2 separate regions of the Gossypium hirsutum genome follow, and region 1 is linked to region 2. Evidence: chromatin contacts called from public Hi-C data. All regions are on one chromosome and are shown on one strand. The core of a region is the stretch at or near the end of the contact, and the rest is flanking DNA. Distances in the headings are between cores, read along the strand shown.

Evidence for each region. A called contact is a pair of places that touch in the nucleus more often than the background predicts.
Region 1: a contact with region 2 is called in a Hi-C map of leaf, with 2.3 times the contacts expected there. The contact joins the promoter of LOC107947345 here to the promoter of LOC107947348 in region 2. A contact is called at or near these places in 6 of 34 Hi-C or Micro-C datasets (hypocotyl and leaf).

What each region holds. Positions count from the first base shown.
Region 1 is chrA03:14,873,624-14,880,509 of Gossypium_hirsutum_v2.1, reverse strand. It overlaps LOC107947345 (8-amino-7-oxononanoate synthase), which reads right to left and starts at 3,777. Exons shown (of 11, transcript XM_016881983.2): 1 at 3,430-3,777; 2 at 3,088-3,230; 3 at 2,893-3,000; 4 at 2,326-2,564; 5 at 2,183-2,224; 6 at 1,766-1,853; 7 at 1,300-1,433; 8 at 631-719. The coding sequence starts at 3,679.
Region 2 is chrA03:14,707,055-14,714,374 of Gossypium_hirsutum_v2.1, reverse strand. It overlaps LOC107947348 (structural maintenance of chromosomes protein 2-1), which reads left to right and starts at 4,777. Exons shown (of 21, transcript XM_016881989.2): 1 at 4,777-4,934; 2 at 5,020-5,372; 3 at 5,533-6,213; 4 at 6,394-6,537; 5 at 6,651-6,941; 6 at 7,021-7,206; 7 at 7,285-7,320. The coding sequence starts at 5,055. It overlaps LOC107947347 (cell number regulator 6), which reads left to right and starts at 941. Exons shown (of 5, transcript XM_041108863.1): 1 at 941-1,153; 2 at 1,244-1,345; 3 at 2,111-2,225; 4 at 2,530-2,795; 5 at 3,370-3,813. The coding sequence starts at 1,244. The coding sequence ends at 3,591.

The sequences.
Region 1 (6,886 bases), core at 2,528-5,027, 170 kb before region 2:
CTGCTAAGTCGTATTTATTTTGTTAGCAAGAAGGCAAATGCTACAATTACATCTGCGGATAAGGCAAAAAGAGAATTCATTTCTAACACTGTACATTATATACTCAACTCCATCTCTTTATTTCCTAGAAGTTAATTCTCCCTCACTACTTCTTACAAGGATAATTACTTGAACAGAAATAAATCCTGTTAGTGTAATAATTAATAATATCAAAATATGATGTCAGTCCCTGTACTTTGATAAAGTATGAGGTTTAATTCCTGTACTTGAAAATTAAATACTCAAAACACTTTTTCAAATTTAAAAATTTCAGTCCAATCATAGACACTGTCAGTATTTTTCTTCAAAATTTGCCTACCATCAAGTATGTTTGGTGAGTTCATAATGATTTGCTTTTGAAGTTGGTACTGATTGCATGAATGTATTGATGGCAAATTTTGACTGAAAATACTAACAGTGTCAACGATTAAAGTACAAAGATTAAATCTCAAACTTCATTAAAGTATAGGGATTGGCAGCATATTTGGCCACAAGATAAAGAAGAATGTATCTGATTTCACTGAAATCTACTGGTACAATAGAAAGGATAACAAAAGGAATAGGTCACATTGAAATAATGCTGAGTTTTACCATGCCCAGCAGCAGCTATAGGAACTGGTGTGGCAGTAGAAAATATGAAAGAACGGCCCCTTGATTGGATAAGCTGTTTCCACCTTTTGCTGTTCACATGGTATTCAGACTGGCATGACTAAATATGATACATTCACATAAATCACATGAAACATTCAATCAAGATACATGCTAAAATACAAATGTATTTTGGTGAGTTAGTATTTTAGATATAGATGTGAAGGAATGTTGAAGTCAAAATAAATTGTGAGCTAACATATCTTAAGGTATAACATCATGAACATATCTATGTAATTTTGAATTATGCCAGGGTATAATTTGAAAGCATATTTCCCCATGAAAGGACACAAAATAAAAGTTTTAAATTAGCATTAAAAAATCTGAATGGACAAAGAATCTAATTCTTAAAGGTGTATAGTAGAATCTAAATTTTAAAGGTGTATAGTCTATTATTTTTGTAGTTATCATATTATTCTGCAAGCCTACAGATGGGATATTTAAATGCTATAAACAGCATAGACCAAACATGACAAATCTATAAACCTTTACATGTCTAGATGATTTTAAGTCAACAATAGCTATGTTGTCTATTATTGTTTCCTCAATGCTGCTCTATGGCCTTTTCCTATTCTTCTCCACACTAAAAGAAGAAGAAGAAGAAACTATTACCTGCAGGCTATAAATCCACCATGACAACCTGCTGCCTTGCTCAAAGTTCCAATGCATATATCAACATCTCTTTCACACTCAAATTCCTCAGCCACTCCTCCACCACTCTTACCACAAACAAACGTTCCATGTGCCTGCGAAGCATACAAGCAGCACTTCTTAGATATTGATGGCATATACTAGAGATAAATCATGTAAATAGAAAGAAGCCATCTTCTGTATACCATGCACAAGCTCAATGTTGGGCAGTCTAGTGACCAAGAATACGTGGAGAATGCAGTACAAGATCAAGTTCATTCTCTTAATTTAGATTTTTTCTTTTTCTAGAATGAATTATATGGATTGTGCTCTCGAAAAGGACAAATTCATAATAGATTCAAGGCCTACATTATATCCTGCAAAAAGGTACTATAAAGTAGACACGTAATATCATCCTGCAGTTCTGTATATGCAAATGCAAACTTACGTCATCGATGACTAACAACAGATTATGCTTCCGCCGGAGCTCTACAAGCTCCAGCATAGGTGCAAAGTCCCCATCCATGCTAAACAAGCTGTAGAAGAGAATATAGAACAAATAATACCAGTTAAACAAACAGATAAAGAAATTGGGTTTTCAGCCATACAGTAGTAAGTTCCAATATATGGTAGAAAGTACATCATTCATAAATGAATGCAGTTGCAAAAATCTAGTTATATTAATAAACATGTATTTCATTGGTAAGATGCAAAAAATGCAAAGTATAGTATTTGCAAATGTACAATATTCTTGGACATCCAGAAAAAAAAAAGCATGAAAATGCGGAAGAAAGGTTGGCTGTTACTTATTTTTATAGGATAGAGAAATGAGAATGTAATGAACATCTGTAGAAACATGACTAACCTATCGGTCACAACAACCTTTTTCTTCATTTTGCAATTTGATCTGTCAAAATCCAAAAAAATTGTCATTATGCAGAATGGTTAGAGAAAGTCATAGAAAGAGAATGATTATCAGAATAATCTATGTGAAAAGTAAAAACCTACAACAGTGCGCGGAGATGGGACATGTCACAGTGTTTATATACAAAGAATTCTACACTTCTTTGTCTTTCAGCAAGACGAATACCATCAATTATTGATGCATGGTTTAGTTCATCAGAGAAAATGGCAATTTTTTCATCCTTCACAGGCACGTTGCCTGCTGCAAGGAGGGATGCAAGGTTTCCAAGTGCTACCATCAATGCCATATTGGCTGAAAACCCTGTAGGACAAAGAAGACAGTCCTAAAGTATAAATTCGGAAACAAAAAACAAGCATCAGTCTTCAGAAAAGTTTAGAGTAGAAGAATATTTATGGTTAAAAGAATAAATACTGAAAGAACAAGAATGTCATACTGAATATAATCCACGTAATAGCTCATGTGTTTAAAAACTAGTTTAGAATTTATAATCAAAATCTAGACAAAAGTACCACTAGCATCATTCAACCTTTATCATTAACTATCATTTTCCAAACATATTCAAGCACCTAATGAACTGAGCATACAACAAATGGATTAAAAAATTCAAATGAAAACAACTGCACGTATAAAGTCTTATCCTAATTCTATACCTCCTTCTTCTTTAAGCTTGCCAAGCTTGACTCCAGTAATCTATGGTGGTAAGTGTATCCGCAGATTAACGGAGAGCCCCTAGGGCCCATTCCGTAATCTCGAGCTGCCTGTTGCGAAATTAAGTTAGCAAAAGAAAATTACTTAAACAACAATCATGGCAGATACTTGTCCAAGAAGTCAATCTTGAAGCAAACCTCTGCTGCAGCTCTTCGAACTGCTGGATGTGAACTCAAGCCCAAATAATCATTTCCAGAGAACAAAAGTAGCCGCTTGAATTGCTGTTGGCTCGTGCCAAAAGTATCATCAGCTAAACTTTCTCCATGAACAATCTCATCTCCTATAAGCCCAATGGGCCAAGTTAATAAGCAAAAACTCAAAAAGCTTATCTTTTTTTTGGGAGCAAAGTTCACTCATTTCCCAATCAAAGAAGAACAAAAAGGGTTATTGCATCTACATTCATTCAGTAATCATTTATCATTTCCATAATTATAAAAGCAAAATAAAAGAGAATCTTTTTTTTTTGTTCAAAAAAATACCTGAACTTGGAATCTCAAGAAGCCATTTACGGTAAGTGGGTTCAGAAATAGACACATTGACAGAGGAACGATCCCATGGTTGCACTTCGTCGAACATCTCGTACTCTTCTTTACCAGAAACTCCAGTATTGTTCATTTGCTGTTGTTCATTGGGAAGGTAAAGGGGTCTTAAAGATCGAAGCAATTTCAAAGAGTCGAGCTTCGAAAGCGCTTCTCCGACCCATTTGTCCCATAAGTTGCTAACCTCCATTTCCCGCAGCGAAGAAACCAATGCTCTTTCGGGGGATAAGAGTGCTATAAAATGGTAGGTAAAATAGTCCAATTACCAGCTACCGAAATTTTTTTATTTTGCCAACTTATTTAGCTATCAACTTGCTTTAAAAAAAATCATTTTAACAATTTGATAATTTGACTAATACGAGGTACACATACATTATTACATGGATACCAGCAAATAATTAATTTTTAAAATTTTAAAATTTTAAAATATATATAAACCTTATTTTAAGAAGTAAAATGATTAAAAATTCTAAAAAAATTATTCAATATTTTTTATTTTTAAAAAATTAATTAATTGCTAATGTGGTATACACGTAGATTATTATGTGGTCTGTAAAATTAATACACATTAATTTTTTTATCTATTTTTAAGGGATTATCAAAATGTAAGTTCAATGATTAAAAGATATAAAAAAATTAAATAAAAGATTAAAATAACTTTTAAAAAACCAAATAAGTCATTATGCATTTTATTTTTACGCTTGACAAATATTTGTTGTGGCATAAAATTTTTTTTAAGGTACATACTACAAATATATACAAGAATACTTTAGTGTTTTATTTTTTTAAGTTAATAAAAAAATATATGTGATGAGTTTGAATTCATACCAATTGCATTAATAAAATATTAAATTTATCAATTAACCAATTAATTAAAATTTTGTTTTTATAATTTTTATTCATTTTAATTTTATTATTCTTACTATATTACTTTCATCATTTGTATATTTGTACTATTATTTTTTCTATTTTAATATTATACATATTCCATGTATTATTATTAATTAATTTCAAATTACGTATCTCATTATTTATTGTATGTTTTTTTTAAATAAGCATATGTGTTCTAAATATGTGGTTTTTATACGCATATACGTGTGATAGAATTTCTAGTGGTTAATAAACAAAGTTGTTTTATTTTTCTATACAGTATTAGCCGTGGGAGTTTCTAGTAGTTAATAAACAAGTGTGTTTTATTTTTTTATACAATATTAGCCTAAGGACTAGGGAATCGGGATAACATAGTTTGAACTTGTGCCAAACGTGCGTCTAATAAGAGCTTTAATTACTCCTTTATACAAGTCAAGACAATTAATATTTTGAATATGTTTAATAATCGTATTCAATTTTTATTTAATGTGAAAGTGTTGAATAAAAAATATATAGATACTTATTAGGTTAAATTTGCTATTAGGTTAAATTGATGGCTTTGATCCATTATAATATAATAATTAGGATGTTTAGAAACATGTTTGGGGATTTGGATCGAAAATTGAGCAAGTCTCTTATATCGATAAATTTAGCTAGATTTCGGTATTGAGAAAGGAGAGCATAGATCTGCATTTTTAATGTGATTTGATTGTGTTTGCAATTTTTCATGATGTGTTTATACTATGTTTAATGTGTATGCAAAGTGTCAGATCCCTCAAGAGCTTCTACGAGCAAAGTGAAGGGGAAAGAAAAGTTTGTTTGAGCTTTCGACATTGAAGTAAAAGCTAAATCAGTGAGTGATTTGGAATTGCTGCTTTTAGGCACAATTCAATGTGCTAAAATGGGAGCTTAGGTATCATAATCACCTATCCTAATTTCCAAGTGTAAGTGTTTCTATTTAAACTTAAGATACTTTGCAAATAAAGCTAAAATATGATGTGATGTGTATAAGATGTGCTAATGTGATTATATGAGATGTGATTATTTCAGAATATGACTTGTGATCTGCTGGTTTATTGCACACATATGAGATTATAGTGTATATAGCTCCATGAACATTGTGATAGACTTGAGAGTGAAGAAAAAGTGGATAAGATAATGATGTAATAATGGTGAACATGACATGTGAAAGTATGCATAAACCAGAAAGATAAATGTGTAAAATAGATATGTTGGCCTTGTGATCTCTTGAAATAATTGGATATAGTTGCATGTCATAAGATTCGAGTACTCGCATATGTGTTTTGTGTATGGGCGTTGAGGCCTCAGGATATATTGGAGAGATAAGGGAATATTGAGCCAAGCTACATTCATTGGGACATGTTTGGTTTGTTGGAGAGTGTCAGCTTATTACTACACTTATTTGGGACATGTTAGACTCTATGAGTCATTGGTGTGATGGAGATCTGTGTATCTGATGTGCTGTATTTCCGTGCATATTTCATAATCACAAGACACCAATGTATCATCATAAATTAAGGATTGATGATTATATGTGATATTGTGCTTAGTATGCTTTCTATTAATTTTTGGGCACTCACTGAGCTTGTTTAAGCCCACACTCTTATATGTTTATTTTGCAAAAAAAAAAATAGTAATAGCAAGGAGGAGAGGTGAGCAAGCCAAGTGATCCAAATAAGGCTATCTTATTGAATATGTGATGTGGCTTCCAACTATGAAAATGATGGCAATGTGGGACCATACTAAAGGGATTAAACTTTAACATTTCTTTGGTTTTTAAATGGACATTTTATGGACTGTTTAAGGACTTTTATAATTGGTTTGTGATGGTTTGATTGACTAGGAACAATGATTGAAATGCATGGTACAAGATGGTTGAGGTCTAGTTGATTGAATGGTGTGTGGATGGTTGAAATTTGATAGGAGTGTTAGAATAGCAAGTTGGACATTGAGACAAGTTTAAAATGACCAAATGGTATAAACTGAACCTAAAATGCACTTGGAAATGCATGAGATGCCTAATTGGCATGTTGAGTATTTTAATATGTTAACTTGGAAATGGATGCTAGCCTAGTTAATTACTTAGGGTGTCAAACTTTGATATTGTATGTTTTAAGGTAATTGAGCATATTGTGAATGATCTTTGTATGCTATATGACATGTTAGAATAGAGAAACTAGCTTGAATTAGAATAGAGAAACTAGCTTGAAAACACGAAATGGCATGTTTAATTTAGGTACAAAGTGTCAAATGTAGGTTTCCAGGATGTTTTTGCAGAAATTGCAGGTGACATCGCGAAGATATTCGTGTGACGTCACGACGAGGATTGTTGTTGGGACACCATTTTTTGCATCATCGTGATGAGAGAGGTTTTCCGAATCATGTTGCGATGAGGTAAGTCATTTTGTTACGACAAACTCTCTAAGTGTTTTTGGCATGTTTTGTTATTTTTGCAATTGAGTCTTGATTTTTATGCAATGCAATTAGAGTCTTTAAATACTATAAA
Region 2 (7,320 bases), core at 3,528-6,027:
ATTGCTACACAAGTTTAAACCCCTCTTTTTTTTGTCAATTTTTGGGTAGCCAAACAACCAATTTGAATGCTAAGTGAGAAAAATAATGAAAGTAATTCAATAGGGGATTAGAAAATGATATAAAGCAATTGAGGTATGGGTTATCAAATGAAAAATAAGAATGAGGCGGGTTTAGAAAAAAAATTTGAGAATCGTGCTAATAACGTGTTATAAAATAAAGAGAAATAGAAAGAATAAAAAACAAAGAAAATATAAAAGTAACAGAGAATGAACTTTAACGATCAAAAGGGATAATTACAATGCTTCATTAGAGTCTCTATTTATAGGGATAAGAAGTATAAAAGAAATAGAGATTTAATTCTAATAACTATTAAAATTTAAAGTATATCAAAGCTTTATCTTTATCATTATGGATATCCACTTAATAAGATATTCATAATATTTAAATTTTTTTAAAAATTATTAGAAATTTTACTTAAATGTTTAAAATTAGATTAAAAACATACTACAATTTTTTAATTAAAAATGTATAGAAATTTAAAACTATTAACATGGTATTTTCGGATTATTTAAAACTATTTATAAATATTTTTTTACAAAACTAATTTAAATTTAAAAAATTATATAAAATGTATTTAAAATATTATAAAAATAATTATATTTAGAACAAAATTTAAGTTTTTTATATATTATTTATGTAAACATTTTAATTTTAAAAAAAAGTTTAAACTAATATCTAATTAAAAAATCATTATAAAAAAATAAAAAATGAGTAAATATTATTTTCATTGATATATAAATAATATAATCAGTCCGATGGGTATCCAAATTAGTAAGTAGTCAATCTGTGAAATTGACACGTGGGAGCTTTCGCTTTCAACACGTAACGTCAGTCTGGTCCGAACCCGGTTCTTAACGAAGTCCAGGGGAAGGGTTAGGTTGGTCATTGGCGCCGGGTGCGTGCGGGCGCTAATATTGGCATAGTCTAATAGACGAAACTGTAGACACCGAGAGACTCGAGAGACGTAAGTTAAACTTGGAGAAGAGACGAAATTGTAGTTGACCCTTTAACCATTTATTTCTTATAAACCGAATCACTCCTTCGGAGATTTTGATAATTCCCCCATCTCCCTAGATCTCCTACATTTCGGAGGTTGTAAGACTTTGAAGACTCGGCTATGTACGTACGCCTCCTCTTTCTTTTTCAATTTAATAATTTTTTTCTTGTTTGCTTTTGGATCAGATGGCGGACGCGCAATCCAGATACGTTAAGCTGACAAAAGATCAGGTACCTTTAGAGGATATCCAACCTGGTGAACTTAATCAGCCCATTGATGTTCCTCAGGTCTCTCTCTCTCTCAAAACGATTTTATTCTTTTCTTCTTTTTTTTTGAATTGTATATAGAGAACCTTGTTGCTTAGAATTTTGAAATTGCTTTACCATGTCACTTTCTTTAATTATTTACTGAATGCTCACTTTGGTGATATGAGAGGATGGTATAGCTATTTTTTTAGGTTGATAATTATAGTCTGGAAACCAGTTTGAAAATCGGGGTAAAGATTTGTTTGAAATCCACCAAATTTGCGCATGACCTATCAACCGTTGGAAGCGTTGTTTTGGGGACACTCAGATCTGTTTGGAAGACCGATTCTAAAATGTTTGTCGAACGTTTTAATGGTTTTTCTCGGTGTGCATAGGAAGCATAATTTAGTCAGTAGATCTTTTACAAACTTATCTGGCTGATTGCTGAATTTAGGACCAAATCTTCCACTAATTGAGTGATTTAGGATTAAAGCTTTTATTTGTGTCTAAGAAGTGCTAAACTTTTTTTTATTTGTAATAATTAAGGGTTTCCTTTATTTATATTTTCTATTTTTTATGAGCTTCACTCGCCAATTAGATAGTAATGGAGTAATTATCCCTTAGATCTTGTTCCTCAAGAAAATTATGAACTTGTAAGGGTTGATAATAGTTATTAATTTATATAACATAGTATGATACAGCTTAGGACCCTCCCCCCCCCCCCGCCCAAAAAAAAAGAAAGCTTTTTTTTTTCTTGTTGGGAGATGCACATTGGGATATTCTCTTATCTTTTGGATTGTTTCTTAGTTGCATGTCCGAAAGTGCAATGAATGTGGACAGCCTTTACCTGAAAATTTTGAACCTCCTGCTGTTGAACCTTGGACAACTGGAATTTTTGGCTGTGCTGAAGATACAGAAAGTTGTAAGTTCATATGTCTTTACTTTGTCAAACAATGACTTTGCCCTTGTTATTTGTTGAGAAGCTCTAATTAATTGTGTAAGAATGTTTACATACTTGAATCAATAAACAAATTTTTATGTATGTTAACAGACTCATTTTCCGATTGCTTGATGATTGTAAGCATGTTTTATACGAGTGTAACAGAGGGAGAAAACTTTTATAAGGAAGCTGCTGTAATAAAATAGTTTATCCTAGGACACTTCTATGCTATTATCCTTCATTAAAGCTATTGTGATTTACATTAGCATATTGATTTGTGCTGCAGGCTGGACGGGACTATTTTGTCCATGTGTTCTATTTGGGCGTAATATTGAGAGCTTGAGAGATGATACGCCCTGGACTACACCATGCATTTGTCATGCTATTTGTGTTGAAGGTGGCATTGCATTGGCAGTTGCAACAGCTTTTGTCCATGGTATTGAGCCGAAGACAACATTTCTCATTTACGAGGGTTTGTTGTTTGCTTGGTGGATGTGTGGAATATATACTGGCCTTTCTCGGCAATCCTTACAGAAAAAGTATCATCTCAAGGTAGTATCTAATCTTTCGTTGCCCATATGCACTTATTATTAATGCAAAACAAGCACAACCTTCTAAATATAGACTATCCAGTTTAAGTAGTTCCAAAGTGGCACAGTATTTTATCAAATAAGCACGTGTACTATCATAAAATAGAGTATTACTTGGTCCAACTAAACTAAACATGGTTTTTATGATCAGCGAATTAGCTTATATCCATAGAAGTAAATTTGAAGAAGAAAAAAGGTTTGACTTAGAGTTCTATCTAACAATTTGAACGTCTTGAAACCTTTTGTTTCTGAATATTATCAATTGTAATTTAGTATTGATTAGTAATTATTCTTTGTCTCTTACCAAGATTACTAATTCACTAGCCTGTTGTGTCTTTTGGCACGGACTGTGGAGAATGATGTTGGTTCATATTCAAATTAATTTGATATCCATGCCTGAGTTTTAGTTGCTGACATTTGAATTTTCAATATGTCTATTAATTTGTACCGGTATCCAGTAGTAAGTTTGCCCAAAAACAGATGGGAGTAAGAGCTTCTACTTTTAACATTTTCTGACTTGTATTTGTTAATTGCAGAATTCACCCTGTGATCCTTGCATGGTGCATTGCTGCATGCACTGGTGTGCTTTATGCCAGGAGCATAGAGAGATGAAGGGACGGCTATCAGATGACTTTGTCATGCCAATGACTGTTGTCAACCCTCCTCCTGTTCAAGAGATGACCGCCAATAATGAAAACCAGGATTCCACACCACCACCCTCTGGGACTAGCACAAACTTGGAGATGCAAGCTCTCTAAGTTCCGGCATTCTTAGTAAAAAATGGCGCATATTGTTGAATGATTTTTGTGTTGGAGGGATTTTATTTAAATATTCATGCCTTGTTTCTCTGTAGAATTGGTTAGTCTTCAGAAGAACTTTTCCATACTCTTCTCATGGTACATCTATTGACACTGAGAGATAATTCCCTAATCAGCGAGGCATTTGATTTGCTATATATATACAGAGATGCCGTTACTTCATTTTTAGTTGTTTCATTGTACATAATCCTTCATGATTTTTTGTCAATTGCTATCACCCCATTGAAGTGATACCTGGAGATTTGCAGTCTAAGCCATGTCCATGCAAAACCAGCATCAACATTTCAACCAACCATAACATGTAGCAGTAAGATTTTAGAGATTTTATATCAAGTGCTAAAGTTTATGATTTTTTAAGTTGTATTTACTGATGATGAAAGATGTATAAACCAGGCATAGCAATTCGTGTATATTGAATTTCGCTTTCCATGTTGTATTAATTTGTGCATATATAAATAGAACAGAAAGTATTATGTCGGGTAAGTGTCAAAATTTTAGCCTCAGTAGGATACATATATATTAGGCATTGTTTTAGTAATGTTGATTGTCAAAATCTGTCATGTCTTGTGTGTTTGCGTCTTCTTGAAACGGATCTGGATTGTTGGAAGACTGAGTGTTGGGTTATGAACTTTCGTTGGACCTGCAAGGAAAGGATGGACTAAGGTGGAGTTGGCACTTCAATTCGGACGGGATGGATGGTATTAAATCAATTTAGGTTTTTTTATATATATTAAATAATAAAAAATTAAAATGAATATCATAAAAAATTTAAATTATGAATTTGGGTTTTAAATATTAACAGGTATTGGGTTTTAAATTTTAATGGGTCTAGACTTTTAAGAGTTTCAATAGATATTTGAGTTTGGATACGTAAGGTTATGAACTTTTGGTTTTATGTGTTAGGGTTAAACTGAAAACCAAATGAATTAAGTCAAACACGAAAGTTGATTAAACCAAGAAACAGAATAAACCAAAAGAAATCGATTTTTTGAGTTGGATTGTAAATGAATTTGGGAAGTAAAACCTAAAAAGTAGGGTGGGTGTTGAGGCCCTGTAGTTGGGGCGTGAAAGAAGTGATAAGAGGGCCCAGGGCATCCTCCTCCGCGATATATTTATATTTTTAAAACAATTCTGACATCTGTATTTCCCGCTCTTTCTTCAGTTTCTCAAAATTTCAGAATTTAAAATGACCTCAAAGCCTTCCCATTTCTTACTTTTCTGCTAAACCTTCATTTGTAACTCACTCGCTTTTTTCATCTGAAGACCTCCAAAGGGCAACCCAGGTAAAGCTAATTGCAATATCTCTACTTATTTTCTTCACAATCCCATGCGATTTCTCTCCATTTCTCTTGTCCTTTCAAATTATAGGATTTTCCTTCTCCGAGTCCCGCAATTGAGGCGCAATGTACATCAAGGAAATATGTTTGGAAGGGTTCAAATCCTACGCCACGAGGACCGTCGTCCCTGGTTTCGATCCCTTCTTCAATGCCATTACGGGTTTAAACGGGTCGGGGAAATCCAACATTTTGGACTCGATTTGCTTTGTCCTAGGTATCACCAATTTGCAGCAAGTTCGAGCTGCCAATCTTCAAGAGCTCGTTTACAAGCAAGGCCAAGCTGGAATTACTAAGGCAACTGTCTCCATTATTTTCGACAACTCCGATAGATCTCGGAGTCCACTTGGTTATGCGGATCACTCTGAGATTACAGTAACTCGACAAGTAGGTCACGAATAAATCCCCCCCCTTTATTTCAGTTATAATTTTATTTCAATTTGAATTATTCTTGCAAGATTTCCCGTTTCTTTAGTTTTAATTTATATGATTTCATGGAACTCTTATCTTTTTTTTTTAATTGAAAATATATTTGAAACCTCTGCAGATTGTAGTTGGTGGGAGGAACAAATATTTGATCAATGGAAAACTTGCGCAGCCAAGCCAAGTACAGAACCTTTTCCATTCGGTTCAACTTAATGTTAATAATCCGCATTTTCTGATAATGCAAGGTCGCATCACCAAGGTTTTAAATATGAAACCTCCTGAGATTTTATCAATGCTTGAAGAGGCTGCTGGAACAAGAATGTATGAAACAAAGAAAGAGTTCGCATTGAAAACACTCGAGAAGAAACAGAGTAAGGTAGATGAGATAAATAAGCTTCTTGATCAAGAAATACTGCCTGCTTTGGAGAAGTTAAGAAAAGAACGGATGCAGTATATGCAATGGGCTAATGGGAATGCGGAGCTGGATCGACTTAAAAGGTTTTCTGTTGCTTATGAGTATGTTCAAGCAGAGACGATTAGAGATAGTGCGGTTGGTGAAGTGGAAAGGGTAAAGGCAAAGATAACTGAAATTGATAATGATGCAGAAAGAACAAAGGTGGAAATTCAGGATACAGAGACAAATATATCGAAGTTGACTGCTCAAAAGGAAGCTACTATGGGTGGAGAAGTTAAAACCTTGTCTGATGAAGTAGATTCACTATCTAAATCTCTAGTGCAGGAAGTGTCTGTGCTGGAGAGTAAAGAGGATACTCTCAAGGGTGAGAAAGAGAATGCTGAAAAGGTTATAGATTTCTGGCCCCTAGCTCTGCTGTTTCTTTGGAATCGGCTCAAGCATTTTAATTATCTAACATAGAGAAAATCTGTTTTATTTTCTCTTGAATTTGTTTCGTTTTTATCTGCTTTCTAGTGTTTTGTTCCTATTTTCACATAAAAGATTGATTTTAACATTTAGTTTTCCCAGATCATTCACAACATTGAAGATTTAAAGCAGTCTATTGAAGGTAAAGCTATTGCACTGCAAAAGTCTGAACAAGGAGCAGCTGATCTGAACAAGAGATTTGAGGATCTTTCTAAGAGTTTGGAAGATCTTGAAAAGGAACACCAGGTAAACACTTGCTATGTCATTGTTTTTCTAATTATAATTTTATAAGCATTTTATTTCTTGCATTCATTTGTAAACCAAATGTTTTGAGGAAGTTTGTGTAATGAACATGGCAGGCTGTCCTAGCTGGCAAGAGCAGTGGAAATGAAGAGAAATGTCTAGAGGATCAACTAGGAGATGCCAAAGTTGCTGTTGGGACTGCTGAAACAGAATTGAAGCAGCTGAAAACAAAAATTAGCCATTGTGAAAAGGAGCTAGGAGAGAAAACACGCCAATTAAAGTCAAAGCGTGCAGAAGCAGTTGATGAGGAGAATGAGCTTAATTCTAGGAGAAAAGGTTTGGAAAAAGTTGAAATTGAGTTGGAAAATCTTCCATACAAAGAAGGCCAGATGGAAGCATTGCAAAAGGTTCCACTCCTCTCCCTTATTGGCGAACTGTCTGAATTTTCTTTTGGCTAAATCTTTTTTAATGGACATACTTTTCTAGGACCGTGCATCTGAGTTGGAGCTCATCCAGAAGCTGAAAGATGAAGTACGGGATCATTCAGCACAGTTAGCAAATGTTCAGTTCAATTATCGTGATCCTGTGAAAAATTTTGACCGGACAAAGGTGAAAGGAGTGGTTGCAAAACTAATAAAAGTGAAGGATAGCTCAGCAATGACAGCCTTAGAGGTTGACAGCATGTGAATGATATTTTTCTTTTGTTGATTACCATTGAATTTTATGGTAACCCTTCAAATCAACTTGTAGGTTACTGCAGGTGGAAAGTTATTTAATGTGGTCGTT